7 separate regions of the Mus musculus genome follow, and regions 1, 2, 3, 4, 5 and 6 are each linked to region 7. The links are chromatin contacts, called in public Hi-C, HiCAR-type, HiChIP or PLAC-seq and promoter capture Hi-C maps. All regions are on one chromosome and are shown on one strand. The core of a region is the stretch at or near the end of the contact, and the rest is flanking DNA. Distances in the headings are between cores, read along the strand shown. Region 1 holds the start of Myl12b (myosin, light chain 12B, regulatory). Region 2 overlaps Dlgap1 (DLG associated protein 1). Region 3 holds the start of Tgif1 (TGFB-induced factor homeobox 1). Region 4 overlaps Myl12b (myosin, light chain 12B, regulatory). Region 5 overlaps Arhgap28 (Rho GTPase activating protein 28). Region 6 holds the start of Lpin2 (lipin 2). Region 7 holds the start of C030034I22Rik (RIKEN cDNA C030034I22 gene).

What was found. Promoter capture Hi-C pulls out the DNA fragments that hold promoters and counts their contacts. A called contact is a pair of places that touch in the nucleus more often than the background predicts. HiCAR-type assays count read pairs that join an accessible place to other places. HiChIP or PLAC-seq counts read pairs in DNA pulled down with a chosen protein or histone mark. Capture Hi-C pulls out chosen DNA fragments and counts their contacts.
Region 1: a promoter capture Hi-C map of liver shows a contact between it and region 7, with 4 times the contacts expected there. The contact joins the promoter of Myl12b here to the promoter of C030034I22Rik in region 7. A contact is called at or near these places in 11 of 39 promoter capture datasets (the 3T3-L1 cell line, the C10 cell line, the HPC-7 cell line and 9 more), 6 of 484 Hi-C or Micro-C datasets (CD4 T cells, the G1E-ER4 cell line, cortical neurons and 1 more), 6 of 115 datasets of contacts at active chromatin or transcription factors (astrocytes, embryonic stem cells, epiblast stem cells and 3 more) and 3 of 9 other capture datasets (adipose tissue, liver and pancreatic islet).
Region 2: a contact with region 7 is called in a HiCAR-type map of astrocytes, with 3 times the contacts expected there. The contact joins the enhancer-like site here to the promoter of C030034I22Rik in region 7. A contact is called at or near these places in 4 of 39 promoter capture datasets (the 3T3-L1 cell line, hippocampal neurons, maxillary cranial neural crest and 1 more) and 5 of 115 datasets of contacts at active chromatin or transcription factors (astrocytes, embryonic forebrain, epiblast stem cells and 2 more).
Region 3: a contact with region 7 is called in a promoter capture Hi-C map of embryonic stem cells, with 4 times the contacts expected there. The contact joins the promoter of Tgif1 here to the promoter of C030034I22Rik in region 7. A contact is called at or near these places in 5 of 39 promoter capture datasets (the 3T3-L1 cell line, the C10 cell line, embryonic stem cells and 2 more), 5 of 484 Hi-C or Micro-C datasets (the Ba/F3 cell line, CD4 T cells, CD8 T cells and 2 more), 6 of 115 datasets of contacts at active chromatin or transcription factors (the SCID.adh cell line, astrocytes, embryonic stem cells and 3 more) and 1 of 9 other capture datasets (liver).
Region 4: a Hi-C map of CD8 T cells shows a contact between it and region 7, with 5 times the contacts expected there. The contact joins the enhancer-like site here to the promoter of C030034I22Rik in region 7. A contact is called at or near these places in 6 of 39 promoter capture datasets (the 3T3-L1 cell line, the C10 cell line, hippocampal neurons and 2 more), 3 of 484 Hi-C or Micro-C datasets (CD4 T cells, CD8 T cells and the G1E-ER4 cell line) and 5 of 115 datasets of contacts at active chromatin or transcription factors (embryonic stem cells and large pre-B cells).
Region 5: a promoter capture Hi-C map of trophoblast stem cells shows a contact between it and region 7, with 10 times the contacts expected there. The contact joins the enhancer-like site here to the promoter of C030034I22Rik in region 7. A contact is called at or near these places in 3 of 39 promoter capture datasets (the 3T3-L1 cell line, stem cell-derived epiblast-like cells and trophoblast stem cells) and 2 of 115 datasets of contacts at active chromatin or transcription factors (stem cell-derived neural progenitor cells and trophoblast stem cells).
Region 6: an H3K4me3 HiChIP or PLAC-seq map of pro-B cells shows a contact between it and region 7, with 4 times the contacts expected there. The contact joins the promoter of Lpin2 here to the promoter of C030034I22Rik in region 7. A contact is called at or near these places in 4 of 39 promoter capture datasets (the 3T3-L1 cell line, liver and pre-B cells) and 3 of 115 datasets of contacts at active chromatin or transcription factors (astrocytes, embryonic forebrain and pro-B cells).

Annotation. Positions count from the first base shown.
Region 1 is chr17:70,989,059-70,992,815 of GRCm38.p6, reverse strand. It overlaps Myl12b (myosin, light chain 12B, regulatory), which reads left to right and starts at 2,300. Exons shown (of 4, transcript NM_023402.2): 1 at 2,300-2,343.
Region 2 is chr17:70,632,331-70,635,973 of GRCm38.p6, reverse strand. The region is part of intron 3 of Dlgap1 (DLG associated protein 1); the gene reads right to left. Among named protein-coding and RNA genes, the nearest start is that of Gm46581, 27 kb to the right of the region's middle. Within about 2 kb of position 2,138, at least 44 of the 459 cell types and tissues checked have an H3K27ac peak or open chromatin away from gene starts, as enhancers often do. A contact at or near this core is called in astrocytes, hippocampal neurons and stem cell-derived neural progenitor cells, where this site is marked.
Region 3 is chr17:70,849,762-70,853,780 of GRCm38.p6, reverse strand. It overlaps Tgif1 (TGFB-induced factor homeobox 1), which reads left to right and starts at 2,571. Exons shown (of 3, transcript NM_009372.3): 1 at 2,571-2,909. The coding sequence starts at 2,894. Gm36856 (a long non-coding RNA gene) reads right to left here and starts at 241. Exons shown (of 2, transcript XR_876932.3): 1 at 1-241.
Region 4 is chr17:70,972,791-70,976,390 of GRCm38.p6, reverse strand. Myl12b (myosin, light chain 12B, regulatory) reads left to right here. Exons shown (of 4, transcript NM_023402.2): 3 at 771-932; 4 at 1,895-2,428. The coding sequence ends at 2,067. Among named protein-coding and RNA genes, the nearest start is that of Gm46595, 5.1 kb to the right of the region's middle. Within about 2 kb of position 2,085, at least 70 of the 459 cell types and tissues checked have an H3K27ac peak or open chromatin away from gene starts, as enhancers often do. A contact at or near this core is called in CD8 T cells, where this site is marked.
Region 5 is chr17:67,987,145-67,991,059 of GRCm38.p6, reverse strand. The region is part of intron 1 of Arhgap28 (Rho GTPase activating protein 28); the gene reads left to right. Among named protein-coding and RNA genes, the nearest start is that of Arhgap28, 15 kb to the left of the region's middle. Within about 2 kb of position 1,924, at least 144 of the 459 cell types and tissues checked have an H3K27ac peak or open chromatin away from gene starts, as enhancers often do. A contact at or near this core is called in trophoblast stem cells, where this site is marked.
Region 6 is chr17:71,180,794-71,184,928 of GRCm38.p6, reverse strand. Lpin2 (lipin 2) reads right to left here and starts at 1,397. Exons shown (of 20, transcript NM_001357791.1): 1 at 1,185-1,397.
Region 7 is chr17:69,414,828-69,419,014 of GRCm38.p6, reverse strand. C030034I22Rik (RIKEN cDNA C030034I22 gene) reads right to left here and starts at 2,568. Exons shown (of 1, transcript NR_026848.1): 1 at 1-2,568.

The DNA of each region.
Region 1 (3,757 bases), core at 1,051-3,550, 1.6 Mb before region 7:
CACTGGACTCCAGTGCCCAAAGGAAACCGCTTTCTACCAAATGTGAGGGGCTGAGACCAACAGGAAGTTTAGGAGTGGGTAGACACTGACTTAGAGAGCTTCAAGTACAGGCCTTGGAAAGTTATACACAAAGCTCGTTTTAGGAGGGACTAGGGAAGTATAGAGGAGCCTACTGGATTTGGAGTGCTCTGGCCTACTGGTGTTTTTTCCTCTTCCTCCCACTACCTCCCCTCCCCCAGGGCGCAGCCCTGGCTGTGCTGAGCCCTGAGCTGCTGCCACCCACCACCCAGCGAGACCTTTCTCAGCATTTCAAGTCCCAGTTTTGCTACAGCACGGCTTTAAAGCTACTTTTTTTTTTTTTTAATATATGTAAGTACACTGTAGCTGTCTTCAGACCAGAAGAGGGCGCCAGATCTCGTTGTGGATGGTTGTGAGCCACCATGTGGTTGCTGGGATTTGAACTCAGGACCTTCGGAAGAGCAGTTAGAGCTCTTAACCGCTGAGCCATCTCTCCAGTCCCCGAAGCTACTTATTCTTTGTTGACCTATTTATTCATTTATAAAATGAATTCATGCTGTTCATAATGGTCCCTTTATGATAAAAAGCAGCGTCTAGTCTATCTGGAGCTGGGTGTGGTTAACCAAACCCCACCTGGTACCCAAGTGGATCTGCGCCCGCCCTCATGTGGCCAGGTTGTTTTAAAATGTCATCTTCCTCATTTGAAATAGGAGCGCTTCCTTCGTTTGCTACAGAAATTGGAAATGTGGGAGAGGGGGGTGTTTATGTATGGAGCCGATTTGTGGTTCCCTGGAAAGAGGGGAAGCCTGGCCCTTACATGAGTGCTGGGACTTCAAACTTGAGTCCTCTTGTTTGCATAGCAAGTACTCTTAGCCACTGACCCACCTCCCTGTGCGCACTCTGGGTTTTTGAGAGGGACTTTTGCTGTGTTAAGTTTACCCGTTGGAATGCCAGGGTTAAAGGCCTGTGCCCACCACATCCTGCTCATTAACTGATTTTACATTGCCTAGGGTGAGGATCTAGGAAGTGGTGGTAGACTTATGTAACAAACCCTGAAAGTGCCATAACTTTATAAGAAACATAATTATTTAAGCAATGATTTTTGAGGACAAATAGGATCAAAGATACAGCATCAGTACCACCTGGCGCCTATTCTCCACCTCTGACCTACGCAATCCCAGACCCTGATTTTTTCAAGCGCATATTTAAAGCCACCCTCAATTTATTAGGATTATTATCTTATTTTACATTTTATCTACTAGTTTGGGGAGGAGGCTGCACATTCCCTGGTACCTGCATACGGGGCTCAAGGAACAAATTACAGGAATTGGTTGTTCTCTGTGGGCCCTGAGAAAATAACTCAGTCATGCGTGCTAACAGGCACTTTTACCTGCTGAGCCATCTTGCTGGCCCCTAAGTTGTATTTGTATTGTCTGGACTGCTGTGAAGTACACGGATACTCAGTGCTGGAGACCATAGTGTTCCTGCCTTGGAGGAATTTCTTTTGGAAGTGGGGTAGGAAGGGAGGTGGTTTTCTACGTGTAGCGTGGCTGTCCTGGAACTAAGCTCTGTAGACCAGGCTGGCCTTCAGCTCACAGAGATGCTGCCCCAGCCTTCTAAGTGCTGGAATCAAAGGTGTCGCCACCACCGTCTGACACGGAATTTCTGATCAGACTTCTAGAATATGACCTCCCGGCGGGGAGAAAGTAAAGGCCACTGGCTGGAGTGCAATTTCAAATAAGCGAGAACGTTTCTGGAGCCCACTGGAGAGTGCTCAGCCGCCGCCCTCTTCCGGATTACATTCCTTCTCTTGAGCATTGTTTATCTAAAACTCAGTTTAACCAGGCCAACTGCCCTCTGCTAAATCAGGCAACTTCGGGCTGCCCGCTGCAGGCGCCAGGGGACCCCCAAACCAGGGCGGCTCCCAGCCCACCCGGGTCAAATTCCAGCGCTGGCGCTCCGCCCTCGGCTCGGGAATGCGGAAGGGGCGCGGGACTTGCGCTGGGAGCCGGGGAGACCAGCAAGCCGGCGCGGCTGCGGCAGGAGGATGCCGTGCCAGTGAGCTGGGGAATATGTACTCGCGGCTACAGGGGCTGAGTTCGTCGGGTCGTGCAGCCAGGCTAGTTTCCGCCGCTGGCTGCCTGGGTCCTCCGGGTCTTCGAAACGCTTGCAGCAACCCCCTGCCACGGTTGGTCGCGCCGGGCTCGCCGGTGCTCCTTCCGCCCCGCCCCCGGGCCGGAAGTGCGGCGCCGCCACTGTCCCGCCCCAACCTCCGCTGGTCGCAGTCGCCGGTCGGATCCTCTCGGGTGTGCAGCATCAGGTCAGGTGAGTGGCTCTCGACCCCGCGGGGCATCTCCCGGGCCGCATCTGTCCCTAGTGCTGCGCAACCGCGCCTGGAGCCTGCGGGCGGCTGGACCATCGGCTGGTGGAGCGGAGGTGGCTCGGTTCGAGGCCCTACGCGGTTCCTGTGCTGGCGAACCCTGGCCGAACGAGGCCCCGGGACCGTGTGCACTGGGCCTGCGACATCCGATGACTGACACCTGGTGCCCGGCTGCCCGCACCTGCCGCGGCTGCAGGCTGCAGGCTGCAGGTCCAAGCTGTGTGTTAGCGCAACTGCGTGCATCTGTTCTAGACGCGTTGGGGGAGGAGAAGCCCGCTGGTGTATGGTTCCTGCCAGAGGAAACCAGGAACTGGTACTAGAGTTCCTGGTTAGCAAATGCTAAAATGGGCTGATTTGCATAAATCCTTACTGGGTCTTAGGTCTTGCAAAGATTTAGCTCATTGTTAGAGGACAATTCGAAGAAAGCTGGAAAGAATGGAGAACATATTGAGCCAGGGATCCAAGATGAACTGGTGGATCTCTGCTAGGAGGTACCGAGCAAAAAGCTCAAAAGATGAGCATCGTATTATGTGCACAAGAAGCGCGGGTGGTCAGCCGGAAGGGAGAAGAACAATAACTGAGTACTAGCTGGGAAAGAGGAAGGTAGTTAGGGTAGGGCTCTTGGATACACACGACCCCAGGCGAGACCCTATACAATAAAATAACGTAGTTAGTTAGCCAAGGTAGGCCTCTTTCTTTAGAGGTGTACTGAAAACTCGATGAGAAATGAAAAATTACGTAAGAGGATTTGGGGAGTCACCCACGACAAGGAAGTAACACGACAAAGGATGTTTAGGGAATCGGGTTGACAGCTTTTGTTCTAGAGATGGCTTGGCTGTAGTCCTGTGTGTTAGAGAAATATCACAGCATTTTCTCCTTCAATAAACCCTTAAGTGAGGTGATGTCATTTGCCTGGGAACATCACTTCAGGAATTCATATGATGCCACCAGGGTTTTTCTATCCACTTGCTCCTCACTCTGTCTCTCTGTCTCTGTTTCTCTCTCTGTCTCTCTCTGTCTCTCTCTCTCTCACACACACACACACACACACACACACACACACACAAAGGCACCTGTTCACTGAGCTGCAGCTTATGAAGGACAGATCCCTGGGTGATAATGGTTGGCCAAAGTTAGGAAAGCCAGGGATGGGACCGATATCCCCATTCCCCCAAGGTTGAATGATACAGTTGTGTAGGGATGGCTTTCATCTGCCCCGGTTACCAGCGTCTTTGATTCTTCTGTGACAAGTTTAACATGGCGGGCGAAGCAGGTTTCCCTTCCTCCCTCTGAAGTTCCCCTTACCTGGCACAAGCACAGGAGAAAAGGGTATCAGAACTCACTATGTGCAAAGGAGGA
Region 2 (3,643 bases), core at 889-3,388, 1.2 Mb before region 7:
CCTATGATGTCAACCCTGCTTATGGAATTCTAGTAAGGTTTTCCAAGATGGAACTGTGGGAGGCAGGAAGGGAAACCAGAGAACTGGAGAAAGGATATATTTTCGTGTTGACACATGCTACGTTTGTAGCTCCATGTGCTTTACAGAATCTTAAGATGGAAGTTTGGTTCAGAACCATTGCACTTGCAGACAATCTAGGCATGTCTGGTCTACAGCTGCATGCGTCTGAAGGGAGGGATGAATAGTGCAAAACACGGAAAATCATAAACTCACTCGAAACACTACACACCACGCATACACGCACACACATGCACACACGCACACACGAGTTGTACAGGTCCATGCACATAAAGTTGATCATAGGTCTTGCATGTAAATTTTGTACATGCATGTAAACACATGGTGTTGCTATGTGGTTGGACACGTCCAACAGAGATAGTACAAGCTACCAAAAAACATCTGACATTGATAATTTTGTGCCGGAGTAAGTAGACTCATGTTACTTTCCAATATTTCAAACTTTGGTCCTAGTGAATTGGGGTCTCTGTGTATAGCAGGGGTGATGTTAAGGATCTGCTGTCAGGAGTGGATTCGCGGACCTGGTTAGCACATTGTGCTGACCCTGAATCAGTTTCCTCTTCAGAGTTGGTCAATGCTGCAGTAGATAGAAGTCAAGGAAGGCAGGAGGAGAGAGGACAGGGCTGGCATTCCCTGATTATTCTTCTCCATGTCTTTGGTAAGGCAAGTGACTCTTAATGACCAGACTGGTTCCCTGAACACTGTCCCTTTCTTGCCTACATGGCACTGGCTGTTAAGACACAAGAAAACCAGAGGTAGCCACAGGAAAAGGCATTTGAAAGGCAACACTGAATGTAGGTGAAGGCACACACACCCACTGTATTTTCCCTCAGCTTTAGCTGTACAGACTTGGTGGTTTTGAAACTCAGAGGAGTAAGCTCTCATTCATCCCAGCAACAACAAAACAGTTTCTAGGAAATGCAGAGTTGTCTACTTCACAGATTTTGAACACGAGCTGTAACTGCCCATAGTACAAGGCAGGGACACACTTTCAAAGCTTTGTGAGCAAAACAGAAATGTGATCTGTGAATACACTATCACTTGAATAGAAACAGTATTTAAATGTCCACATGCATTCCGACTCAATCAATTAAGTACAAAGAGAATAATAACTAGTCTTGCTGGCTTTCCCAGTTATGCCCTTTGGGGTTGAAAAGATGAGTTCTATTCACCTGTATTAATTTCATGTTGAGGTAAATTATACTAATTTCTTGTGCTTTGGGCCATAGAGAATGAAAAAGAGAATTGTCTTAGGGTTTTTATTGCTGTGACAAAACACCATGACCAAGAGCAGGCTGGGAAGGAAAGGGTTGATTTTGCTCCCACCTTCACATCATAGTTCATCATTGAAGGAAGTCAAGACAGGAAGTCAAACAGGATGGAAACCTGGGGTAGGAGCTGATGCAGAGGCCATGGATGGGTGCTGCTTACTGCCTTGCTCACTATGGCTTACACAGTCCTCCTCCTCCTCCTCCTCCTCCTCCTCCTCCTCCTCCTCCTCCTCCTCCTCCTCCTCCTTCTTCTTCTTCTTCTTCTTCTTTTTTATAGCAATCAGGACCACCAGCCCATGGGTAGCATCATCCACCAATGAGGTGGACCATCCTACATCAATAATTAATTAAGAAAATGGTTGCCTGAAGCCCAGTCTTCCAGAGGCATTTTCCCAGTTGAGAGTCCCTCTTGCCAAAATGACTCTAGCTTGTGTCAAGCTGACCTAAAACTAGCCAGGACAATAACATTCACCTGTTGAATATGGATTAACCTCTCCGCAAGGCATCACTGAAGAGCCTTTTACTAACACATGAAAAGGGACAAAGCTTTCTGGTTAAAATGTTCTTTGCTGTGGTAGCAGCAGAATTAAAGACTGTACACTACTGAAGCAGAAAATTCCAAGATCACAATGAGTAAAGCCCACGAAACGCAAGTGCTGTGGAGCCCCGAGGGGAGAGAATTAATGCACAAAGCTCCTCTTTCAGGGGGCCAGGCTAGACTATTAAGACTCACTCTGTCCTTCCCTCTTCTGACCCCGGGAGCCCTCCTCTTCTGCTGTCTTCATGAACCGGCCTTTGTCTCCCCTCTAATGAAAGAGGCGCTTATGTTCTGTCCTGCTCTCTCTGGTGCCCAATAGAAGCCCAGTGGTGGGAAAAAATAACTGTAGGTCTAGAGGAAGACTGGAGTGTTTCCAAGGTGACGCACTCTGGTTTCCAGGACATCGCTGGAGTGTCAGTTCCAGAAAGCGCCTGAAGGGGGTGGTGCATACTGAAGAATTAGCAGTGGTTGGTGCAGCCACAGAGGAACCTTCAGGGAAAAATGCAGGGTAATTTTCTCACTCAGTTTAAAAAAAAATGTTTGTTTCATGGGTGATTTCATGAAAGAGTCAGAGGACATTAGGAACTTGAGTTTCTGTGATTATCTTTTCTAAGGCTTCCATTCGTCACATGAGGATTAAGCCTTACAGATAAGGAGTTAAACCACAAAGCTTTGGGTTTAAGTAGCTCCTGAGCAGAGTTGATGCCCAGGCTGAGATAGGGTGACCACCTGCTGTGCCGCAGAAGACTTCTAACTAGCAATGGCCAGCTTTGCTGAAAAGATAAGCATCCAATGGTAAAACAGCCCCAGACTCTCTCCCACTCCCGAAATAACATTTCTATGGTTCAGGACAAAAAATGGCCAACAGCCTTCAGAGGAAGACACAAAATTGAAAGTAGATAGAAGTATGAACGCAGTGCTGTGTTTTATTGTTTTACCATGGGGTCTGATGTAAAAGCAGCAAAGGTTTTCTTATTGCTCTCTGTCTCTGTCTCTGTCTCTGTCTCTGTCTCTGTCTCTCTCTGTGTGTCTCTGACTCCCTTCTTCCTCCCTCTCCTCCTCCTCCTCTTCCTTCTCCTCCTCCCCCTTCTCCCCCCCCCCAACCATCTCTATGTTAGGAATTCTGGCTATGTAGTCATGGTTGGCCTGGCAGTCACCCTCCCTTGTTCTCTCTCAGAATCATGTCCTATTCTTCAGTTGCTATCGTTATTCTCTCTCTCTTCTCTCTCTTACTTTCTCTCTCTCTTTTTCTCTCTCTACACACAAACACAATTTATATATTTATTTCCCTGGCATCTCTTCATTGGCCTATGTACAATTCATTTTTATAGTTTCTAAATATTTGTGGACTTTCCTATTTCTATTATTTAATTAAAGGGCAATTCTGTTGATCAGGACATATATACTGTATGTCTTAAATTATATATATTTATCATATATACATATAGTTATATGTACACACAAAGAGTGTTTAAATATATAAATATGTCCTGCTCAGTCTGTATACTGCTATTTGTGTATACGTGGTTTCAGGGCTGGTCACTAGTATTGATCACTTATTGGGGGTTCATCCCTGAAGAAGACATCTTCCTGGTCTCAGTATTTCTTAGGTTCCCCATGACATCCAGCATTTCAGTTGGTGCTGTACTTTTTCAGGTCTGGTTTAGGCCACCATGTTGTTTGGGTTCCATGAATGTAGCTTCCCTGTGGTTCCTTGGAGACACAATGTCACTGCAGTTTTCCTGATCCTTTGGCT
Region 3 (4,019 bases), core at 1,322-3,821, 1.4 Mb before region 7:
GGAGACGCCCTGACACAGCCAGAACTGAACCTTGTTTTTCCGCCGCGCAGACAGCGGATAGAAAATATTGCGGATGTTATGAACTCGCGCTGGGGGGCCGTTTCCCTTTTCTGGAGTTGTAAAGCCCGGGTGCACCAGTCCTGCAGGAACGCAAGGCTGCTACCGAGCTTGGCTCCAGCCTTAAGGGTGGGGGAGGGGGTGGGGGAGGGGCACCGTAGGGCTTCAGCTGATCTCAGAATTCCGCCAGCGCGCTCCGACTTCTTAACTGCCTCGAAAAGATTTATGCGAGCAGAAGGTGTGCACTGGCGGAGTTCAGCTGGCCTTCGCGTCACGGTGAGTTTTTAATTCTGCGTTTTCCTCCCGTCCTAGTTTGAAAGAGGCTTCTACTCTCTCTCTCTGCTCCCGCTCGCCCCGTAAAGTTTGTTTTCAAACCTTGTAAACCCGGTTTCCATCAGTGCGGCCGGAGAATCGCATTCATTAGCCAGGCTGACTTGGGAGAAAAGAAAAGCTACCTTTGTGTACATAATGAGAGCCACCGCGTGGCCGCGGGTAACCGCCGGGAAAGAACGCTCTGGCCTCGAGCCGCCGTGGGTTGGGCTTAGCGGACCCGAGGCGGGTTCCGTGGGGTGGACCCTGAAGCCGCTGTCCAAGTTAGCAAACAAAATGACAAGGCAGTCACCGCCGGGTCCGGACCCGGCTCCTGCCACTCACTCGGTCCAGCTCCTCCTCCCCGAGTCTGTTCTCCCTCCTCTCCCGAGTCCCCGGCGGATGTGAGCCACCAATCCCAGCCACAAACACCAAAAACCCAGAGCGAGGCGGCCCTCAACCGGCGGCTGGGCCCTCCGTGGCCCCCTCCCGCACCACATGAGTCCCGCACCGGGGCGCAGCAGCTGAGTCATCCCCTGCCGGGTCCCGGAAAGCGCTGCGCCAGGGCGGTTTGCAGAGGGGGCTTGCCAGCCGTTGGGTTCTCCCTGGACACTGTCGTGCAACCGCCTCCTGCGCTGATGCCCGCGTGTGCTCACTTAGGGAGCACTCTGCAAACCACAGGATTTAGGGAAGGGGGAGGGTCATTTTAAGGTTCCTGCCTGCTTACTGTGACTCTTCCTCCAGTTGGTTCATTTTGGAAAAACCACCCAAGCTTCTTTTTTGACTCGGGGTTTTAACGCGCTCCTCGGAGGGGGCGCGGCGGAGGCTTGCTTTAATTTCCAACATAATCATAAACAGGTTCCAAAGTCTAGCGGGTCATCCTGTGGCCGCCTTACTGTGGCTCGGCTTTAACCTTGTTTTTACGGGTCTGTCTCCTCCTGCCGGATCTCCACCGAGGTCACAAAACCAGAACAGCCACAAAGCCGAAACTGGAGACAGACACCGGCGGTGACGTCGCTGCTCAGCTTATTTACGTTTGGGGTTTTTCCCCCCCTCTATGGGGAAAGTCTTCTGTGACATGTGACAGTTGCTTTTCTTTGCTTTTTTTTTTTTTTTTTTTTTTTTTTTTTTTAAACAACCGGGCATAGGTGAAAACTAGACCCAGAAGTGCGGGCGTGCGCGTCTCGAAGTCAGCCATAACAGCATCTGGCTTGTATTTGGGGAGGGGACGATTCTCGATTCTTCGTTCAACTCTTTGGAGCTCCCCTCTCAAGCAAAATAAACCAATAGGAATGAGTGTTTATTTAATGGCTAGTTTCTGTTTGAAATACTGAAGGGTGTCCTCTGGTGGGATATTAGCACACAAAGTAGACACTGTTTACTGAAACAGATGAGCAGTCCCGGCGTAGTCCCCCATCTTTTTAAAAAGGCGCGTGGGGGTGGGGGAGTCGCAGTGGGGCACACGCGCGCTCTGGCCGTCCCCCTAGCCCAGACGTTTAAAGAGCATGTGAGCATGACAAGTGTCTATTCGCAACGTGTTAGATTTCGAAACTGCCTTGCAATCCAATCCGGAACTCAGAGCTTTAGCCCGGGGGAATAGACATTTGCCCACGGTGACTATGTCTGCCTCCCCCCACCCCCACTGTCGCTGTTGGCAGAAGAGTCCACGAGGAGGAGGGTGCGCTGTGCCGCGCCCGCGTGTCAATGGCAGCTGCGCCTTCTGGAAGAAGTTGATTCTTGTCTGGAATACTTTTCCTTCGGTGCCCCACCCCTTGAATCAGAAGCTGCTGCCTCCGGCGGCTGGAGCAGAGACAGTGAAGTTTGGGGCAGCTGTCAAAAACAAGGATGGGGGTGTCTTTTCTTCTCTGGGGTGGACAGAGGAGATGTCCTTAAACCTCTCTCCATCCTTTACAAACTAAATGCACTCTTCGCTAGCCCGGGGAGGAAAGGCCCCAAAAGAGAAACCAGTGTGGCCGCTGAGAGCTGAGGGATGGAGATGGTGCTCTCGCCACGGGCAGGCAGGCATGACCCTGCTTCTGGGTTCCGCCAGCGCGTAGAGGGACGGGTGATCTCGGCCCCCAGGCCCAGGGTTGTGGAGCTGGAAGGTGCGGGGGAGGGGCAGAGGAGCGCGGCGGGGCGGGCGGGGGACGGGGCGGGCGGTTGGGGGCGGAGGCAGGACCTCCTGTACCTTCCCTCTGCTCTCTCACTCTGACAGCGCCGAGGTGCGCCGAGTGGAGCGGGAAACAAAGGAGCTGAGTAGGGAGGGAGGGAATTGGGCCAGGGAGAACCCCCGGCTGGCTGCCAGAAGATCCCGACTGGAGGAAGCCCAAGTGTCACTTGAATTCCAACCCAGAAGCCAGCGCCTGAGACCGGAGCACCTTGTTTAGCAATAGTGGTTGGAACACTCTCTTGTAAGTTACCGGAGCACTAGTATAGGAGGAGGATCATCGACTACCCTCCCGCCACTCCACGGCTGCTGGCTCCTAGAAACCCCAGCTTCACCTCTCACTGGGACTCGAGTTCCAGAATGAAAAGCAAGAAGGGTAAGGTGGCGGCGGGCTGTGAGCGCCCGGGGCACCAGTGCGGGACATGTGCGGGCCGCGCCGGATCGGGAGAACACTGACTTGATGGGACTTTTCGGACCAGTGGCTCCCCGGCTGGATTGGTGGCTGTTCTCTTTGTTGAGGCTGTGTCTCTGATGGCAGTTGGTGTTCTTTTCCTTCTAGACACAACCCGAGGGGCTGTTGTGGGGAGGCTGAGCCGCGCCACGCTGTTGGCACGTTGTCAAGAACCACGCTCAGCGCCTTGTTTGTACGCCTCCAAGTTTCATTGTCTTCCTGACACCCCATGCTCGGCCCAGGCGCCGCGTGGTTTCTAGTGCCGTTTCTGGGGCAGGGCTTTGCGGTTGATGTTCTAGGAGACCCTGGCACCTCGCTTTTCCCTGTGGGGGGTCCTTGGCGAATTCCAGTCGCCTTACCTTTTGTCTAAAAGTTTGTAGTTCCGGGTGTTCTCTCACTCCTCGCCGGATCCTGGCAATGTTTTTTTTTTTTTTTTTTTTAAAGAGATGTGTTTTTCACTATCAAAGGAATGTGATCCGGGACCCCCACACATATCGCCCTAGGGCGAGCATAGCTTTGGAAAGATGGACTTTAAAATTTTTACTAGTTTCTGAAAGTTTTCCCACGATGAATTTAGGACCGCGTGTGCTGTTAGAACACAAGTACCATGCAGTCGAAAACTGTCCAAGTGTGACAAGCAGGCTTGGTTGTAAGTGCAAAAAGCGAGGCTGTCATTGTTTCCACCAAAGCTTTACAACTAAAACTTGCCGTCAGTCTGGTTTAAAAACAAAACACACTGGGGAGGAAGGGGGGAAAAAAAAAACCCAAAAGGTCAAAGACTGTGAAGTCCCTTTTGAAGCTAACTTTGGAGTCCCTGACTGGGAGGTCCCTCGAGTGTTCCAGTCGTGGACTGGAGTTGGCTTTTTTTGTTGTGATTTATGTGGAGTGGTTCAAAACAGAAGTTAATCGCTTGGAGAAGCGGGCGGGGGGAAGGGGGCGCTGGTGCGCATGCCCGGGAGCTTCCTCGAGTTTGTTACTCCACATTCTTTCAGACCTAGACCGCGACTGCAGTTCCAACGGAACACGGTTATAGCA
Region 4 (3,600 bases), core at 836-3,335, 1.6 Mb before region 7:
TCCTCTCTGAGTTCTCCATGGCACTGATGCGGGCGAGTGCATGCGCACGCACACACTGTCAGGAATTCTCTAGCTGATGTCCTACGATTTGTTTTCGATAGGCACTTAAATCAGGGTCTCTCTTTACTGTGAGTGTTCCAGTCCAGGTATGGCCTGGTGGCTCATCCATCAACACGCAGGAGGAGGAGGCAGGAGAGTAACAGCACTTGGGTTGACAGTGCTTTCTATAGAATCATTCAAAATAAGCTGCAAGCCGTAAGCTGACCTAAAAGGTTTAACTCAGATGATGAGCTTATAAGTCATTTTGAAGCATACCAGACCACGGGCAACTGTATCATGATTAAAAACGATTAGACAAATGTTGATTTGTCTTGTAATTGCTGTTGTTGAGACAACCCTTGATGAACCAATGTAGAATCAATATTCAGCCTGTGATAGTATGGTGTTTTGCCTGTCAAACTCTGAGAGTTTGGGGTGTTGTTGTTGTTGTTGTTGATTTTTAATAAAAAGCAATGAAGAAGATAGCAAGATGGTTCCGCACAGAAAGATGTTTTTGTCTTACGCTTGTGGGTTTTGATCCCCAGAACCCTTGAAGAAGCAGAGAACCAACTCCTGAAAGTTGTCCTCAGACCTCCATACATGTGTTATCCTGAATATTACATGTACATGTAATAAAAACCTTTAAAATAATAAGTGTGCTAGCATAGCGATAGCCAAACCATGCCAACCTAAGTGGGTTTTCTCCTTTGTTCCAATGTGCGCCCTCACAGGGAAGAATCCCACTGATGCCTACCTGGACGCCATGATGAACGAGGCCCCGGGCCCCATCAATTTCACCATGTTCCTCACCATGTTTGGGGAGAAGCTAAACGGCACTGACCCCGAGGACGTCATCAGAAACGCCTTCGCTTGCTTTGATGAGGAAGCCACAGGTAACGCGCTGTGTGTGTGTGTCCTCACTTGAGGGTACATGGAGCATATTTTAGGACATTTTTTAATGTGTAAAATTTTTTTAGTCAAAGCAAAAACAAGCTAACCAAGCTTGTTACTTTAAAATAGGGCAGTAGAACCGAAAATGGCCTGGCCATAGATCTGCTGTAGGTCATGAAACGAACGGCTTCGCCTAGCTCATGCACCTTTGCATCTGGCTTCAAGCTTCCTAACAAAATCAAATGTATCGTTAGGTAGTCTTGGACAGTGAAAGCTGTGCTTTCTGAGACCCCTGGCTTCTCTGAAAAGCATAGTTTACAGCACGAGCACTTGAAGTGTTCTTTGAAGTGTTCTGTGTCTCTGGGCTACCTGGGGTTTTGCTCTGTTTTGTCTGGAGAATCACATTTCAGTGTGAAAAGCCTTCCCATCTCACCTTCCTCTCCTCCTCCTTCCTTCTTCAGTCATTTCTCCTTTTATTCCGCACTAACCTCCTGCTGGGTCTCACACATCACCTTGGTATCTCCCTCCCATGGCCCTGGCACATGGCTGTCCCTGCAGTGGCTCTGGGTGAAACTGCCTCTTGTTCTGGGCAGCCACCTCTTAATTTTGACTGGACTTTGTGTTTCTATATTGTGGTTTTTAAAAAGTTGTTTTTCTTTTCTGTGTGTAAATATTACAGCTGTGTGTGTGTACCACATGCACACCTGGTGGCCTTCAGGGGCCAGAGCAGGCATACGATTCTTGGGACTAAAGTTACAAATGGTTGTGAGACAGGAGGTGCTGGGCTCTGCCTGTGCTCTTAACTACTGAGTTATCTCTACTTTGACACTTTTAAAAATCAATTTAGTGTTCATAGAGTGCTCTGGAGGGGCTGGGAAGCGGCTCGTGGATGAGAGTGCCGAATTGCTGACTAGGGGTTGGTTTGTCACATTGTGCCATGAGCCTGCCCTTTGTTGCCCTCCAGGCACCATCCAGGAGGATTACCTGAGGGAGCTGCTGACCACCATGGGCGACCGCTTCACAGACGAGGAAGTGGATGAGCTGTACAGAGAGGCCCCCATTGACAAAAAGGGGAACTTCAACTACATTGAGTTCACACGCATCCTGAAGCACGGCGCGAAAGACAAAGATGACTGAAGAGCTGCGGCGGCTGACACGCCTCTTGCGTTTGCTTGCTCACTTCCTGTCTCAGACACACACACCCCATAGGACCTACTGCGTGCCACTTAGTTTCTCAGTCACTTCCCCTCCCCCATAGGGCCTACTGTGTGCCACTTAGTTGAGAGCTTTTTTTTTAAATGTATTTATTCCAGGCCCTTTCTGTCACTTAGCATGTGCATAATCAGACTGGAACGGGGGACAATGTTGTAAATTGTACTGAAAACGAGATGCAAATAAAAAATGAACCACTGTGAAAGCCCAGGACAATATATCCGGATTTCTGGTTTTGCTGGATTTTTTTTTTTTTACATTTTTATATAATAAAAATGTTATTTTGAAATAAAGATGATGCTGACTCAAGTGGAGTATAAAACAAACGAGCGATAGTGTGGGGTGCTCCTTTCTTCAGGTTTCCAGCTTTGTAAAATTCAGACTTTGCCACATTCTCATCTTCAGAAGTTTAAATACACCTCAGCGTCTTTAAGAGCTAGTTACACCTTTGATCTTTATCTCGCTGCTTCTAGGGAAATGCAAGTGGCTTGTCGTGTGACTAAGACTAGACAGAAATAGACACCAAGCCATTTATCTAGTACCCGTTACCCAGCATGCTCTTGTGAGTGTTGCTGACTAAGGGCCAGGACAGACAGAAGAGGCAAAGCCACATAAATACCGTGTGGTGACCAAGAACACTGCATGGTGGAAAGTGGACAGAAACGCTCCCTGGGAGATACAGCCTGGTTGAGGTCTGCTTGACAGGAAGCGATCCTAGTGCAAGGCAGACTCTCACCCAAAGCACAATGACAGTAATGAATGAGAACACGAAGATTGCTTTCAAGTGTGTCATCGATGTAGAGTCGAGATAGGGAATCCCATGACTGTAGGTAGGGGGGGGAAACATGGTTTGTGCTTGAAAAGCTCATTGTTGCGGTGTCGCGTAGAACAGAGAGGCAGCAAAGATGTAAAACCATCGAGGGAACCACAGCATCCAGGGATGCAGTCACTTGGCTTGAGCTGGTGCAGCAGACACGGCTATCCTTGGCCCACTGACCTCCAGTCTAGCTGTGTCTCATTATGGCCGGATTGAAAAGACTGGTGTAGGGTACCAAGAGGTACTTTCAATGTTTAAGACAAAGCAAAATCAATGTCCAATAAATAAATCTAACAGTGTCCTCTTTGAGGTCTATGGCCATTAGTGTGTGTGTGTGTATGTGTGTGTGTATAAACCTTTTTTTTTTTTTTTTTAAGTAGTTTTTGGTTTGGTTTGGTTTTGGTTTTTCGAGACAGTGTTTCCCTGTATAGCCCTGACTGTCCTGGAACTCACTGTGTAGACCAGGCTGGCCTCGAACTCAGAAATCAGCCTGCCTCTGCCTCCCAAGTGCTGGGATAAAAGGCATGCACCACCACTCCCCGTGAGTAGTTTTTTTAGTTAGGTATTTTCTTTATATACATTTCAAATGCTATCCTGGAAGTTCCCTATACCCTCCCCCTGCCCTGCTCCCCTACCCATCC
Region 5 (3,915 bases), core at 675-3,174, 1.4 Mb after region 7:
AGTATGTGTTTCTTTACCCAAAATCAGGTGTCCATAGGTAGATAGATTTATGTTTAGGTCTTTGGTTCAATTCCATTGATCAATGCGTCTTTTTTTAATGTCAATACCATCCAGTTTTTATTACTGTAGTTCTATAGTACATTTTGAGATCAGGAATAGGGATATCTCGAGCAGTTCTTTTATTATTCAGGATTTGAACAGTAATTTAAAGAATCAAACATTCTAAAATAGCACAGGCCAAAGGTTTTATACGTGCTGGAGAATGTAGTAGAAGAATAGTAAACATTTCCCCTATTTAATTTGTTGTTTCTGTCTGAACAGAAAAGTTTATGTGCACAGTGAAATTCCTGTCTTCAGTCTCAGATCTGAGCCAAGGTGCTTTAGTCGGTGCAGCATACCGACATGAGCAGTGTGGAGGGACACAATAGGAGACTCCACTGCCACAAACACCTGCAGGTGGTCCTGTGTGTGTGTGTGTGTGTGTGTGTGTGTGTGTGTGTGTGTGTCTGTGTGTGTGTGTGTCTGTGTGTGTGTGATTTTAAATCAATTCTTGGTTATAGTGTATCCAGAAAGGTTTTTACTATTGCTGGCTTCTTACCCATTCAGTTATTCGACCGCTTGTCGTTTGAGGCTCTGAGGTCTCAGCTTTTACTTTAGAAGCTGAGTTGTGTCCCAGATCCTTGTGGGCATTCCATATAATTTCAAGAGAACGCCTTGAGCGACAGATACCTGGGAAGCTGAGTCCAGGAATTTGAGGCCAGCCAGGTAACCGAGGAATACCTGGTTTTCAACAGCAGGATGAGGGGGGGATGTTGTTGTTTTCCTTTGCCTCCTGTGCTGTAAGCTTTAAGCACAACCCCTATCCATCACCGATCCTTATACATTGAGGATGCTGACCTAAGATGGCCCCCATTTAGAAACTGGACCTCTTGGTCTGGCTTTGAATCTTCTGGGGAAGCCAGATTCAGATCTGCCTCCAGGCTCTGGTTGCCCGTGTCTGTTTTCTCAGGCACTGGGGTCGATAAAGTTTAGTTCTAATGACAGCGAAGAAGGCCCCGTGATTGGACAATTTGTTAGCTTCAAGTAAATAGTTGTGTGGCCTTTCCTGCTAACTGCCTGCTCTTAGGAAGTGACATTCCCTGCACTTAGCCAGCCTAGGACTTCTGAGTATCTTGATGACAGAAACTAAGCTTCCTGTGACCTGTCAGGGGTGACTGGAGCGTGGAAGGCAGAGCCTCCATGGCTTTATCAGAGAGGCAAGGCAGGGAAACAGGTCTTTAGTTGGGGCTTCTGGGCTTATTTGCTCTCAAGGTCCTTTGGCTGTTTGTTGGTCACCTGCTTCTAGCTCCCGTGTAGCATCCATTCAGGCCCCTGACATGGTCTGCAGTACTCAGTCAGACCAAGAGCCAGGACCACAAGGAGGGAAAAGGGGCTCCTTGCTGGGAAACACCAAGGTTTTAAAAAGAGGTAGTATCAGTGACAACGTAATTTCCTCAGTTTCCTCTCCGGTGCTGGGACGACATCCCGGTCATGTTATCTCCTCCAGTGTAACTCAGAGTTGGCAAAACAGACTTGTGATGTTTCGTTGGCATCCGAAAGAAAAACACTTACTGACCTCAGTGAAGCAGCCAAGCAGTTAATGGGGGATGGGGGAGGGGTGGGGTGTGTGGGGGGAGCTGACTGAAAATTTCCACACATGCTGTTTTGAAAACCCAAGCACAGATGCCTGGGCCTGGAATTTTTAACCTAAACTCCATTCCCTCTTAATTTGAACCATCTCTGGAATCTCTAGGTCTACTTGGAGACTATTTCCTGTCAAATCCACATTGTGGTTAGTTGCAGAAAGCCCAGTACTGGAGGACGAGTCCTCATCTGGCTTCTGGCGCGTGTCATTGGAGGGAGCTGGCCTTGTACGCTGTGCCTGTGTGTTTGAGGCTGTGTCATGCCCTGTGAGGCCCTGAGTCAGGGCCAGCTAAAACAACATGACTCACTGTTTATAAGAAGTCCCACTGCGGCAAATTCTGATTAGACCGAGCCTAAACAAACGCGATACTCCCCGGATGCCAGAGCTTCAGAAAGTCCTTGCTATGCAAGGTGACACTTCAGCACCAGCTCTGCTAGGAGTTCAGGGGAATGCTTTGCTGTTCAGGAACACTAACCATCAGTTAACCAATTCCTACCCAGGCTGCGCACCCCTTTGTCTCTTTCAACGTCTCCATACATACATACATACACACACACACACACACACACACACACACACACACACCCTCCTCAAACCAATTTTCATTCATTGTTTTCTAAATTTGGTTTAAGACCAATTTGGATTGAGATCCATAAAATTAAAACTGCAGTTTCAAGCCGGGCAGTGGTGGCGCACGCCTTTAGTCCCAGCACTTGGGAGGCAGAGGCTGGCAGATTTCTGAGTTCAAGGCCAGCCTGGTTTACACAGTGAGTTCCAGGACAGCCTGAGCTACACAGAGAAACCCTGTCTCGGGGGGAAAAAATAAATAAAACTGCAATAATTTCCTGGCTGTTACTTTTCCTGCAGCCCAGTGAGTTCTCAGCCTCCATTCCTCTAGACTATAAAATACGACTTTAAAAGGAGTGGAAAAATGGTAGCTGGTTGACAAAGTCGTTCAGGTGGGGATGACCTAACGCAGGTCATGTGGCCATGAATGAAATGGGGACACCAGCAAAAGAAGTTTGTAGAATTTGGTGGCTACACAACAGACCTTAGGAACCATGACTTGTGTTCTGTCTGGGGGTATCGACTAAGATTTGACATTCTAGGTATTGAATAAATGGTGATTGCGGGTCAGCACTGAGTTTCCCAGGTGGCATTTGGTCCTGTAGGCTGGTGAGACAGAGAAGCTTGGATGCCCATCAGACAGTCCTCTGAGGATGGATGTCTAGGAAGGTTTTGAGAAACATTTGCTCGTGGGAGACTCGTGTCGAGGACAGTCACATCTGGACTGGGGAGGATTGGGTGGGAGAGTCCTAAAGACAGCAGTGGATGGAACCTGAAGAGTTTTACTAGCTAGGGGGATGGGAGGAGGTTGGCAGGGCCTGAAAGCCATGGCAGTAACCAGGAGGGCAGGGACATGTGAGCCAACACCATTTATCAGCAGCATCAACAATGGTAAAATGGCAAGTGAGGGTGACAACAGAGACTCATTCATGGGCTCTTTTTAGTGTGATGAACTTGGCTGCTGTGGGTTTCATAGAGTTATGGAGGCAGAAGCCAGTTGGATGCAGGAGTGGGAGGTAATGGGGAGCTGAGTACAGCCGTGGGGGCAGCAGGCGGCTGGATCCTGCAGAGGAGCCTTGAGAGGGATGATTGACAGATGAGGCAGAACAAAGGGGGCTTCTTTAGTTGCTCATTTGTTTCCCGTCACTCTTTATTTATGTATTTGCTTTGTCTAGATTACCGTTAGGACTGTTTGATCACACAGACGAATGGGATTTACTGTGGCAGTTTATGCATGCATATATCCTGCATTGATCATCTCCACATGTCAACTTCTACTCTCCTTTCTGCCCTCCCTGCTCCTTGCTATCCTTAAAGGAGGGAACTTAAAACAAAACATAAAAACGAACAAACAAACAAAACCCAAAGAACTGAAAATCTGACAACAGTGAAGAAAGAAGAAGCCTAGCATTTCTAAAGTCCATTTCTCCTCCTTGGGTAACGCATAGTGTGGTTTGGGTGAGGTTTGAGAGAGAGCACCAAGGTTTGTATTTTGGAGACTTGGTCGCCCTTTGGTTGTCCCCGATGATAGTGAAAAGAGGAAGATATTTTAGAGGCAGGGCCTAGAAGAAGGGGTTAAAGATCTTGCTACAACATTCTCAGGAGAATTGATGCGGTTTGTAAAGGACTGTTAGTTCTCCCGGGCACAAGCTGTAATAGAGCAG
Region 6 (4,135 bases), core at 148-2,647, 1.8 Mb before region 7:
ACTTGGCGTTCAAGGGTTTTCAAATGCTCCCATTTCCAGAGCCTCTTAAGCATACAGCTGCTCTGCCGAATCTCAATTTTGCCACAAACGCGAAAGTAGACCCAGCCATTTCATTTCTAGCATGCTACAGCTATTCTGCTACTACCTCGAACTTGAAGATCGCTGGGGCCGATAAACCACAATCAAGAACACATTTAACTAGGAGGAAGCCCGTAGGAGGCTACCCACGGGCAATGTGAGAGGGCACACCGGGCAGGGCAGCCCAACGAGGGCTAAAACACCTGTTTCCTCCCACACTTGGTGGCTGGCTGGGTTGCTAACCCAGTCTAGCAATACCTGCCACGATTCGTAGTTTTAAGCCAGTGAAAGCAATCAATGTCGGATCAACACAGACACTAACCGGCAAATGATCCCAAAATAGATTTCAAAATTCAACTTGTGTTATCATAACGTTTTAAATTAGTGAGGCGAGGTTCGGTACCAACTTAACCAGCATCCCTACTGCTGGGCAAATGAGCTTCAGCGCCATGCAAGAGCCTCAGTTTCCATTTTTAATTTTTTTTTAAGTCTCAAAGATGCATTAAAATAAGTGTGTGGCCGCTTGTTCAGTAATCCCTCAGTGCCTCTCCAAGTATCCTGCGTTCCAGTACTTTCTGAAAGCGAGGGCGATCTTCCTAGTCTTGTTCTGCATAATTATGGCTCCGAAACGCCATCCTAAATTTGAATGAAAATAATTTTCTTAGGCTGGGGTGGATCCGCGGCGCTCAAAACTGGGCCTCAGAGCTCCGGTTCCCACAGCCGACAGAACCTTCCAGGGCCCCGGGGGTCGCCGGCAACAGGCTACTCACATCTAAACCAGGTCCGCGGCCTGCAGGAGGCGGCGGCGACGGCGACGGCGGCGGCGGGCAAGCCAACGGCCTGAGGGAATAACTGCACCTCGCCAGTCCCGGCCGGGGGATGACCGCGACCGCGCGCCGGCGTCCGCTCCCCTCCCCCAGGCCCGGGGCTGCGGTCCCCGGGCGCGCCGCCCGCGGCTCGGAGGACCGCTGCCGACGTGAGGGTCTCCGCAGACGCCCGCGCGTCCTCAGGCGGCGCGGCCGCGGCTACGTGGCCCACGCGAGGCGAGGCCGCGAGCGGGGACGCGGCCCCCCGGGAAGCCCCGGCGCTGTCTCCGGCCCGCTTACCTGCGGCACCGCGCGCGGCTCTCACTCGGCGGACTGTTGTGCAGCCCCGCAGGGATGCCCCAAGAAGCGGGGGAGCAGGGGGCGGGGCCGCCGCCTCCGAAGCCGCGGGCTACAGCGGAGCCCGCCGGGCCTCATGAATGGGACGCGGCGGCGGCAGCAGCGGCGGCGGCGGCCGAGCTGGCGGTAGACTGCGCGCACGCCCCGCCCCGGCCCGGCCACGTGACGCGAGCTCCGCCCCCGCCGGCCGCGCGCCTGGAGCCCTGGGCCCCTCCGGGGAGAGAGCAGCTCGACGCCGGCGCCGGCCTCAGAAGGGCGCTTTAAAAAAAAGTTTCCTCCGGTCCCCATGGCAACCTTGCGGCGCTGCGTCGGGCTTCAGAGTCCAGCTACCAAAAAAGAGTGCAAACGGTCTGCTGCATAATGGTGTCCCCGCGTAACGCGAGTGCACCATCATGGGATCACTGCAGAACCCGTATCTTTCCTTATTTACCCTTGGAGCTCGGTGATAACACCGCCTACTTAAAAAGTGCACTTTAACGGCTGCAGCTGCGAGTGTTAGTGACGGCGGCTGTTTTTCGTCTTGTATATCTGCAGCTGGTTCTTTCGATGGAAGGCCATGGCATCACTTCTAAATGCTTGTTAATTTCTTCGTGCTCACCGCGAGCATGAACAGTGTGACACAGTCTTCCGGCCGCTGAGCCATGCATTTATACAAACTCTCTCCGGTATGGGCCTGGGCACAGCAGTTTCTTTGCAACAATGAAGCGCGGTGAGCATAGTCTGTGCTGGGACCCGGGAAACCTTTCGTTTCCCTGCCTAAGTACCGCCGTGTGGAATTCAACCAGATTGCCTCAGTAGTTACCAAGGTCCACAGAGACACCCAAACCTACTGGGATTTTTCACTTCAGCGTGGCTCTTCATCTGATCTACCAGTGAAAGAAATGTTTTCAAGGTTGAAAGTTTCCCGTAAATGCTCGAGAAATACTACTCCTCCGCTGTGGGGAAGTGCAATTAAACCCAGAGAACCCAGTCCTCAATCCCCAAGTCAATGCACTGGGAACAGCTACACCTTCATTCCCATTGGGAGCCCAATGTAGCTTGCAGCCCAGACTGTAGAACACGCTGTTACTGTTTGTTCTCTAGCTTCTCATTCTTGACTTTTCCTGTTTCTCTCGGGATAGTTTCATTACCTCCTACCTTGGGAGGGAAATATTCTCACGCTTCCTTCCTCTCATCATGCAGAAAGCAGCAGACAACCCGCCCTTCCTCTGTCACCGCCCCCTCTGGGCTTTGACACCTTACTCAGAAGGATTGGTTCATGTTTATAGTATTTTCCTCATTCTCTAGTGGCTGCCTGCTTCATGCTACTACTGAGGCAGAAGAGGAACTAATTAAATATTTGTTGACTGTTCCTCGACTTCCCCCAGCTGATACCTGTAAAGTTGGGGCACACCCAACTCCCATCTGCTTCACTGCCCAGAGTCTTTCCTCACCTTCTGACCCTACCACCTTCCAGTTTCATGGCCAAGAACCTTCCCCCACCAATCATCGGTCTGCTAGTCTAGATGTATCTTTCATTTCAAAGAGAGAAGACCTTGTTGCCCCTAATGTAGTTTGGCCCGAGATGTTTTGACTCTAGAGTTGCAAGCTGTCTTGATGTTTTGTTTAAGAATATCTTTCTGTGTCCTTTCGGGGTTTCCCCACCGTGCACTGCAGCCTCTCCTTACAAGCCATGGAACGGCATATTCTTTTGTTTGTTTGTTTGTTTTTGTTTTTATTTTTAATAATTCTTATTTTTGAAATTAGGATATAATTACAGCATTTCACCTTCCTTTTCCTTCCTCCAACCCATCTCATGCATTCCTTGCTCTCGCTCATATTCATGGCCTCTATTTTTTCATTGCTTATACATACATTCATAGATATATAAATCAGCCTGCTCATAACATAAACACATACATGTTAATTGTATGTATATTATTTCAGGACTGATCATTTTGTACTGGATAACTAATTGGGGTGTCTCTTCCCTAGAGAAGACTATTTCTCCCACTCAGAATTACTTAATTGTCTGCAGTTCTTTGTCTAGGGGTGGGGTCCCCTAAGAATTCTCCATTCCATATTAATATGCCTATTGGTATGGTTCTTGTTCAGGTCTTGAAACAGCCAAGTTGAGGCTTCGTGGGTATAGCTTCCTTGACATTTCTGAGACAAAAATCTCATAGCAAACTTCCTGTTCCCTCTGTCTCTTACAATCGGTCTGCCTCCTCTTCTTCCACATGATTCCTGATCCTTGGGAGCAGGATTTCTGTGGTAGATATATTGGTTGGGGCTAGTGATGGGCCAGCCTGACTCCATCTGAGTGATGGAAGCCATTTTACTATAAGGTCAGAAGAAGTTCAGTTCTGTTTGCTGAAATTTTCATGATTTTTTTTTCTTTACAGCTGAGTAATATTCCATAGTCTTATCTGTAGCACATTTTCACAGCTGAGCAATATTCCATAGTCTATCTGTGGCACGTTTTCATTAGTCTTTCATCAGTAGAAGAACAGTCAGGTTGTTTCCATTTCCTAGCTATTGTGAATAGAGCATCAGTGAAGAGGGCTGAGCAGCTTTCTATAGAGTAAGATGTGGAATTCTTTGGAACTATGCTGAGGAGTGGTCTAGCCCTGCCCTCAGATGATGAACTATTTCTGAAGATTCTGGAAACTTTAGGAGATGAGACTAAACTCGAGGAAGTAAGTTACTGTAGCGCGTGGAGACATGTCACCTCTGACTGCTTCCTGTCTTGCTTTCTGTTTCCTTCCATACATGAAGACCTGGGTTTACTCTCCAGGATCCAGATGAAGATGCCACACATGTTTACACTAGATTATAATCCCCAGGGTCTTAGTTATACTCAGTCTGCAGTCCAACCAGCCCAACAATGGGCAACTGTGATTGGGAAGTCAAGA
Region 7 (4,187 bases), core at 1,319-3,818:
CCGACTGTCAAGTGCAAGCGACATTTTGATCTCTCTCTCCAAGTAAGTCCCACAAACTATATGGTGACTCATTTTTCTTTTTTGAAAAACAAAACTAAAAACAATAACACTATTCTTTCCCACAACAATGAAAATAATCTTAACCTATAAAACTACAGACAAGAACTTCATGTCCTCCAGACTAAGCCTGAGACTGAAAGGTGTCTGTTTAAGCCTTGTCCCACCCCTCCTAGATCCCAAGAGCCCCTTCTTTGATGTGTACGATTTACTTTTCCACACCACTCAGAGAATTTTAATGACTAACATTAAGGTACATCGAGGTGGTAACTGCACTTTTGGAACTATCTTATCCCAATGTATGACCTATAGGTTCAACAGAACAACCGTTTTATTAAGTTAGATTTCCTAGTAAAATAGCCAAGAAATAAATTTGGAATTTTAATTTCCCACGTCCATGGAAATGACAAAAACGACTAAAAACTGTTCTCTCTCAAAAGGCAAATATATACTCTTTGGGGGTTGGAGAAATGGCTCAGTGGTTAAGAGCTCTGGTTGCTCTAGCACATCGTGAATAGACACACATCCAGGCAAAGAACTCATACACAGGAAATTTAAAAAGAAAATGTAAATGATCTTTAAAGCAAATTATAACCGTTATCACAGTTACTCATGTTTACTCGTGTTTCTTAGTCCTCCTGCAACTCTCTGTTCACTCTTTTATCTTGGATATTTAACTCATGTGATAGTCCACAGGGTAAGCTTTTTTTTTTTTAAAGTAAATTTACTGCCAGACAATATCACACTTGAATGCTTCCATTTGGATACAATCAAAGTACTGAAAACTCAATAACCTAAGACGAATTTACACTTCAAACAGTAGAAAGGAGAAGTAGATAAGGAAAGATCCCCCTCCAGATGATGAATGCTACCCGAGCTCATATCGGTGAAGGGAACCTGTGCTATTCGGTCGAATGCAACCGCCCTTGCAAGACGTGGCTTGTCAGCGCTACTCATCGAAGTGTAAACCCATCTCTGAAGACCTGGCAGGCAGAAGTACTCTCCCCACCCCAACCCCACCCACGGACTTTGCAGCATCAGTCCATTTGTACACTCGGATCTCTAAGGAAAACAGCATCATCGACGTGAATGACAGCTGCAGCGGGAGCCGGGGAGCGGGCGGTCAGATGCTCCGCCGGGGCTGTCCACTCCGCGGGCACTGAAAACGTCAGGGAAGGTCTCTCTTGGAGCCAACGCGGACTTGACAAAACAGTTGACAATTAGGGCAAAGCACGTACGGCAGAATCATTAGAACCCACAGAAGCCCCGGCCCCAGCGGCGACACCGCGGCGTGGCGATGCCCCCGTGGCTTCGGAAATACCCGCTATCCCTTTAAAAAGTACCCCCCGCAGGCCGGAAGTGACCGCTCGGCGCCACGAGTCGAGCCCCTCGGTGCAGCACGGCCTCGAGCCTCGCGCACGTCCGCGGTCCCGTGGGTTTCCTGCTCTTGCTGCAGTTCTCCGCCGCCAGTCCTCTCCGCGCGGGCAGTTCGGTCACTAAATCTCAGAGACCCGGCGCCTCCCCCAAGCTCCAGCCTACGCCAGGCCTGCTTCCGGGTTCGGCCTGCGCTCCCGGCCCGCTCTAGTGACGCACTTCCGGTGGTGACCAGGCTTGGCTCCGCCCCAAGCTGACACGCGGGCTGATCGGGTTCCCAGCCGTGCACTGTGCTGGGAGGACAGCGAATTCCTGCACCGGGGACCAACTGCTCCGCCACGGCTCGGTCTCTGGGGTTTCTTACCGTCCTGGGCGGAAATGGATAGAATCCGCCAGACCACACGACCCGGGGCCTAACTCTCCAGCCCTGTGACCGCGGCCGTCTGTGTCAAGCTCTCCCTTGGCTCTGCCCAGGGCCCTTGTCGCTTGGCGCTGGGACCTTCAGAAGTTGAAAGGGTTTGCCAGAGGCATCTCAACCACCCTTTCTTAGACTGGCTTTGAAATGGTGTCACCCACCCTCTTGGACTGAATATCTCAGGTCATCTTAGGGTTTCCTCCCGGAATTACTTAGTTTTACACATTCTGGTTCATCCTCTTCTCAAAGGTTGTTTTTTGGATCGAGAAGTTCAGGCAGAAAGCGTTCACTTTCAGTTTTTCCTTGTATCTCTCACGATGCTGTATGACTTGACCTCATAATCTGGTGTCTGGTTAAGTATAAAACTATTCTTTACTTCTCACCCCTCCACAGGGCTGTTTGGATTGTTTCTTTTGTAATAACGTATTATACCGTTTAGAAAACACAGGAAACACAGCTTGGGCGAGTTGGGTGTTTCCTGCTGAAAATTGTGAATATAACGTTTCATGAGAAAAGGAAAAAAAAAAAAGAGCTAATGAGTGGAGCACCCCATCTGAGCTGTGTCCACTTGCCTTGTTCCCTTAAACTAAAACTAATTGCTTCTTGCTAGCACCACCATTGGCTTTTGCAGTCCCCCCAACCCTATTCTGATTTTGTGCTCCTTTCACTGTTTTCTGGCAGTTTTTCTCTGCTTATAAAGATCTTTAAGAAAAAAAGAAAAGAGGAAAAAAAGTTAAAAAAAAAAAGTTTGTTTAAACTCATTCTTTGTATACTCCAAGAAAATTGCAGCTCTTGTTGAAGGCCTTTATCTTTGCACCACTTCCTGTGTTTCTCTGCAATTCATGTGCATTCTTCTGAGGGCTAAGTCAGTTTCTCAACACTTTTACAAACCAAGAATGGATTCCCCCTTGGCCTGGAAGCCATCTCAATAAAATTTTATCATGAAACTATCACTTCTGTCTCCCAGCTTTCTGGAACATTGTCTACCTCAGTGAATACTTGGCTCCAGGCTAAATCTACCCCCAGTAGAGAGATTGGATGTTTGCTTTTTACTTTGAATAGGGAGCAAATTTGTGGGTACTGAAATTGCCTGGTGCATTTAGGATGGCCTCCGTGTAGCTAGTGGTGTCAAGTTCTTTTACTGAAAAACTAGTTCCATTGAGAGTATGTATATAATGGATTCCATCAACTTAGCCTTTGGGCGAGTCACCTCAGCAGATGTCCAGTTACACATATAGCATCCAAGCATAATGCTTATTCAATAGAAAGAGAACTGAAACCTCTCTCAGCAGGCTGATTGGAAAGATACTTGTATTTGTATTTTTCCAGCAATAGTTGAGGCCACACTTAGAGATCTATTGTACAATATAAGATTAAATCAGAGCATTAGATTTCTCTCTAGTTCTTTGAGCCTGCCCTCATGGTTTCTCAAAGACTCTTTAAATGTTTGCCTTACTGAACTTGGATTCTATCACCTGCCCCTCCTCATAGTCTATAAAGTTGAACACTCCCTTTATGCTTTCCAAATCAGTAGTGAGTCTTGGAAAGAAAATACAAAAGTCTCCAGAGCATGGCAAAGCCCACATTGTTATTTGATGTCCAACTGTAGTTGGACAAGTGTATGGCACAGACTGAGAGGCACCAGGGGGAGGAGCTATGGGAAAGGCAATGCTGCCTGGAGTTCATGACTAGAAGAGGGAGAAACTCTTCAGTGCAATTTTGCTTCAGTTGGGAGAGTGTTGGAAGTGTAAAGGTGTGCCTATTCCAGCTGTTGGAGTCAGGGTAGCGTCCTAGGACAGTTTATCCAACGGATCAGCAGGAATAAAGTGAGGGGGGGGAATTATTGGTCTATAGGCAAAAGGATAGCAGTTGAAAAGGTCCAGAGGAATTAAAATGTTCGTGTTCAGGGAACTGCAAATAGGTATCAGAATGGGAGCTGGGGTGATAGGTGCCACTGCCAAGCACACATGAGCAGCCAGTCCCAGATCTGCCTAACTGCAGTGCTACCTGGGTCTCTCTCACGACGTCCACACTCTTTGGTCAAAGTATGTAAAACTACTGAGGTGTGCTAGGCATCCTTGCACCCTCCTGTGCACATAATGACTGAGATGAAGTAAGCTTAACAAGAATGTCTATACTGACTTGCATGTACGTTTTCTCCTGATAACTATGGCTTCCTCAAGCAAAATACAAATTACTGTCCCAATACATTCTTGAAGGCGTATCTATCAGTGTTCTGGTCTAGGAGTTAAAAGGATCTTTTACATCTTATTTTGACCTTTGGCCATGGAGGAGTGATGCTTGCTTGCTTCTTCCTGTTTTCTTATAGAACCCAGGATAA